2 separate regions of the Mus musculus genome follow, and region 2 is linked to region 1. Evidence: chromatin contacts called from public HiChIP or PLAC-seq data. All regions are on one chromosome and are shown on one strand. Each heading gives the region's core, a stretch centred on a gene start, on an enhancer-like site or on the middle of the called end of the contact. The rest is flanking DNA. Distances are from core to core; before and after follow the strand shown.

Region 1 (2,565 bases), core at 25-2,524:
CGCACACGCACACATACACACGCACACACACACACACACACAGAGTAATAAAACATTTTCCTAAAGGCAGTATTGAATGGGACAAAGAGACAAGTTAGAGCAAAGTTTTAGCGTGTTCAAGGGAAGTGGTCACAGAAGAGGTGGGATTCTGTCTGCCTGAAGAAAGCAGAAAAATGGAAGCTTACAAACAAAAGGGAAGAAGTGACTGCTGAAGTGATATCGTGAGTCTAAAATGAACTCTTTCCTTAATATTTACTTTTCTGTTTAAAATTTTTTATTTTTGTTCCTTGTGACAGGATCTTACTTCTTTAGCTCAGGATGTCTTGGCACTCACTAAGTAGCCAAGTTAGACTCAAACCCATGCCCCTCCTGCTTTAATATCCTGAATGTCCAGATTACAGGTATGAGTACTTGACCAACCCCTTTGCAAAGAAGCGGGTCTCTTGACTGTGACATAAAACACAGCACATTCCCTGGACCTAGAATCCTAGGTGTGTGGTAACGGCAGAGAGCAGGAAAGAGGAGTGGATGTGTACCATGGAACGTGCGTGGAGGTCAGAGGACAGCTTGGCAGAGTTAATGCTCTCCTTCTACGACTCCATGGGCTCCAGGGACTGAGGCCAGGTCATAAGACTTCCACAGCAACCACTCTCACTCTTGGGGCATCATGCTGATCCAGATCCTAGTAATTACTGAGCTGCATCCAGTTCTAATGCTCATGAGGCTGTTCCAAGTAACAGCTCCCTAAGATTCTCTGTTGAGTCAGACGAATTTTAAAGCCTTAGTACAAACTCATCAATCAGTGAATATATAGTTTTCTAGTCTTTACAAAAAGAGACAGTAGGTTCAGTTATGGTTAGATATGAAGTTATCCCCCAGAAGATGATATATTGAAGGCCTGGCCTGCAGTAGATATGAAAACTATGACCTGGGAGGCAGTGCAAGCTATTTGAAGTGGGTCCCATGCAGATGAAGTGGGTCTCTGAGATGTACCTTTGAAAGGTATCTTGTTCCCAGCCTTACTTTGTCCCTCTTTCTGCCTTTTCGCCACATGAGATGAGTATCCCCCTCTGTCATACTCAGTTTCTGGCAGGATGACCTATCTAACCTTAGGCCCATAGCAATAGAGCTAGCTAACAATGGACTAAAACCTCAGACAGAAACTGTAAACAAAAATAACCCTTGTGTTAAGTGCACTCCACTACCCAGCCAGGTATGTGCCACAGTTAGTAAGAAGCTGCTGGAAATGGCCTAAGAGAGTGCAGAGAGTGCTCTACTATAGACAGAGCCAGTCCTTCACATCATGAGGAGCATGACCTCAAACTCACTTCCAGGACTCATCTTAAGACCTCAAATTCAGCGCTCTCCTACTGAAGCAAACATTCTAGCTGACACAAGCTTCAATTTTCTTTCCCAACAATCTTGTAAGTCTTTCAGTGGAATTAAAAATTAACAGATGAATGTTTAAAGCCTACAAGAAAACATGAGCTCAGAGTAACTTTGATTAGCCTAACTGAAGGAGGAAAGAGAAAGGTTAAGAGCCACTAATTAGGGACTGGACCACAAAGGACTTGGTCTCTCGTTACACTTAGTCAAATTCTCCTTCTTTCCCTAAATTTAGCTTAGAATGACAACAGTAAAGAATGATAACACAGAACAGCAGTTCTGAATGAACAAGAGTTACTACTTGGGGAGCACTGAGATCGCTCAGCTACTAAAGGCACTCACTCTTGGACCTGCTGACCTGAGTTTGACCCCAGAAGCCACACAGTGGAAGGAGAGAACTGAGTCCTGCAAACTCCTCTTCTGACCACACACACACACACACACACACACACACACACACACACACACACACCAACTTGGACAGCTGGTTAAGATTTCCTATTAGGGTCAAGTAACTTTGTCTTCAGTTAATTGGTCCACACAGCCACAGGAAAGGGATAAAGGGGGAACAAAACAAAACCAAAAACCAAAAAAGCCCAAACCTAGTCACAGCTCATATCAGCCTTAAGGGTGACAGGATCATTACCACGTCACAAGCTACCATCACTAAAAGGATTTTTAGGTCAAGCCCTTAGTTTCACGAGGAAACTGAAACACAGAAAGATTCAGACACGCCTAAGATCACAACTGGTCATTGGATTTTTCTTGTTGTTTTGAGACAGGGTTTCTTTGTGTAGCCCTGGATGCCCTGGAACTCGCTCTGTAGACCAGGCTGGCCTCGAACTCACAGAGATTTACCTGCCTCTGCCTTCCGAGTGCTGGGATTATGAGTGCACCACCACCACCTAGCTTTGTAAACTGGTTTATAAACATTATTAAAAAATATTATTATTATTATTATTCATACTTTCTCCAAAACTTTATTATTTTCAGAAGAGTCTTAGAATTTACCAGGGCCAACTATTATTCTCAGATAAGACGGGCAGACACAGTAAGACTATGGCACTGACAGGGAAAGCAGAAGAGGACTTACTTCTGGGTCTGCTAGGCGCTGTGACAGACCTACAACAAACACAAGGTTTTTTTGTACAACACGTACACTAGCCAAATGTTTTCTAT
Region 2 (2,565 bases), core at 44-2,543, 100 kb after region 1:
TTTACAGTAGACTTAATGAAAGCTTAAGACAGAATTAGTACTTCTAACGTATGTAGAAGTTACTTAGTAGGCTTTTTAGGTTCTTATCTCACTAGCCCGCTTCCATTCTATTCTGTAACGTGTTTTTCCTTTCTTTCTTCTTTTTGTTTTTTTGAGACAGGGTTTCTCTGTATAGCCCTGGCTGTCTTGGAACTCACTCTGTAGACCATGCTGGCCTAGAACTCAGAAAATCTGCCTGCCTCTGCCTCCCAAGTGCTGGGATTAAAGGCGTGGGCCACCACGCCCGGCTAGCAAATTTTAAATTTAACGAGTAAGTTTAGTAGTTTTGGTTGCTTAGGTAGAAAAAACATTTGGTGTTTGTGAAATTTATGTCGAATTTGACTCAACATGTTGGGGATGAGGAAGCAAATGGGTGACACTTTTGAAGTCAGGCAGGCAGTACTCAAATTTTGTCGCTGTCTGTAATTTTCTTTTTTTTTTCCAAAGATTTATTTATTTATTATATGTAAGTACACTGTAGTTGTCTTCAGACATCCCAGAAGAGGGCGTCAGATCTCATTACAAATGGTTGTCAGCCACCACATGGTTACTGGGATTTGAACTCAGGACCTTTGGAAGAGCACTCAGTGCTCTTAACCTCTGAACCATCTCTCCAGGCCCTGTCTGTAATTTTCGAAGCACAATGTGATTATGTCTACAGAATATACTTATTAAATAGAAATTCCTTAATCACTTACTCACTTCACTCTACTCTCTTAAGGTAAGGGGGATGGCTATTCAAATAAAATTTAACTTGAAATGAAGGTCATGAGAATTTTTTCTCTTTTTTTTTTTTTTTTTTTTTGAGACAGGGTATATAGCCTGTATAGCCCTGGTTGTCCTGGAACTCACTTTGTAGACCAGGCTGGCCTTGAACTTAGAAATCCGCCTGCCTCTGCCTCCCGAGTGATGGGATTAAAGGCGTGCGCCACCACGCCCAGCAAGAACTTTTTCAGTTTCACTGATTTCCCTTTTTTGAACACTAGTCAACTGCACGGCTCACTCGAAATAAAACTACGGGTCCCATGATGCATTGCACAGCTAGTCTCCGAACCGGCTGCCCTCGGCTTGTTTTAACGGTAATGGTCGCAGTTAGACTCGATGGCCCTAGGCCAGAGCAGGGCGGGGAGCCTTGTGCACACCCGCTCGAGCCTCGCATGGCGTTCTCGGAGGCCCTGGGGACGCCCTTGTGTTCAGGCGTCGACGCGGGCAGGCCCTCGGGCCCGGGGTCCTCCCCGCGGCAGGAGCGCTCTCTCAGTCCTCCTCCAAGATGGCGGCGCTGTTGGCGGTAAATTCGGGTGAGCGCGGCGGGCCCGCGAGGGACCCGCGGGGACCCACGGGGGGCGGGGCCGGCGAGTGGGGAGCGCTGGTGCAGTCGGGCCGTTGGCAGTGCGGGCGCGAGCGTGTGCGCAGGGCCCGCTCTCGCCGCGCTCCGGCCTGCAGCCCCGCGCCGCCTCCGTTTGAATGGCGCGCGGCGCGGCGACAGTTTGGCCCTCGAAACGGGCGTGTGAAGGGGAGGCGGAGCGGCGGGGTCCCGGGCAGCCAGGCGCGCGCCCCCGAAGCCGCTTCGTCCCCCCAATATCCTTCAGGTGTAGGCAGGCCATCTACCGCCGAGGTACGGCTCAAGTCCCGGGCTGTGGGACCCAGGCGAGGCTGGAAGGAAGCTGGTCTGGAAGGGGGCCGTGGGCCGGTCATGGGGCATGGGGGTGAGGAGGTCTTGCCAGCCGCGAGGCGGTGCCACGGGCTCAGCACGTGCCGCCCTGCACCGTTGTCACAGCCACGGCGGACGGTGACATCGCTGTGAAAAAGCTGGGGCTGGGGTCATCTTTGGTAATTGGAACCCCTCAGAGATGCTTGAAGAAGTGGATGGGTTTTGATTTGTCCTGGTTCCAGGAACACGGTGCCGGTCGTTAGTGGGGAGGACTTAGATGTCAAACATTTCGTACGAGGTCTGGCACTCCTGAACACGGCTTTAGACACTCGATTCATGAGTACAATTAAGAGGCAACATAGCAAACGTTTACGGACCATCTTTTTCAGCAGGACTGTTTTGTTTTTAAACTGTTTTTGGTACTGGTTCTTGCCAGTTTACCAGTATTTTTTGAAAATTACCTAAATCTGAGTTTTGTACATAAACCATCTCAGAAGTGGTATGGTAAATTGTTCTGTAGAAATGAAGTTTTCTGTTGTATTGACAACATATTGTCTGCTCACTGGAGCAAGTGTTAGTCTTGATTGTTGAATCCCTTTATACCTGGTGTATGTGTGTATTTCATTTATATATTTGGAGTAATGCAATTAAATATCTCAGATTTAATTTGGAAGCAAAGACTTCCAGTGATTACATAATTTCTCCAAAATTAAACAGTTAATGCCTTTTTTTTTCTTCCCCGCCCCCCCCCCCCCCCCAGGGTTTCTCTGTGAAGGCCTGACTGTCCTAGAACTCACTCTGTAGACCAGGCTGGCCTCAAACTCAGAAATTCACCTTCCTATGCCTCCCAAGTGCTGGGATTAAAGGCATGCGCC

What was found. HiChIP or PLAC-seq counts read pairs in DNA pulled down with a chosen protein or histone mark.
Region 2: a contact with region 1 is called in an SMC1A HiChIP or PLAC-seq map of large pre-B cells, with 2.5 times the contacts expected there. The contact joins the promoter of Nup205 here to the enhancer-like site in region 1. A contact is called at or near these places in 6 of 39 promoter capture datasets (the C10 cell line, the HPC-7 cell line, hippocampal neurons and 3 more), 1 of 15 datasets of contacts at CTCF or cohesin (large pre-B cells), 4 of 484 Hi-C or Micro-C datasets (the 63-12 cell line, nephron progenitors, uterus and 1 more) and 2 of 9 other capture datasets (adipose tissue and liver).

The regions. Positions count from the first base shown.
Region 1 is chr6:35,075,502-35,078,066 of GRCm38.p6, forward strand. Cnot4 (CCR4-NOT transcription complex, subunit 4) reads right to left here. Exons shown (of 12, transcript NM_001164413.1): 3 at 2,480-2,565. Among named protein-coding and RNA genes, the nearest start is that of Gm33046, 57 kb to the right of the region's middle. Within about 2 kb of position 1,275, at least 5 of the 459 cell types and tissues checked have an H3K27ac peak or open chromatin away from gene starts, as enhancers often do.
Region 2 is chr6:35,176,323-35,178,887 of GRCm38.p6, forward strand. It overlaps Nup205 (nucleoporin 205), which reads left to right and starts at 1,294. Exons shown (of 43, transcript NM_027513.1): 1 at 1,294-1,337. The coding sequence starts at 1,310.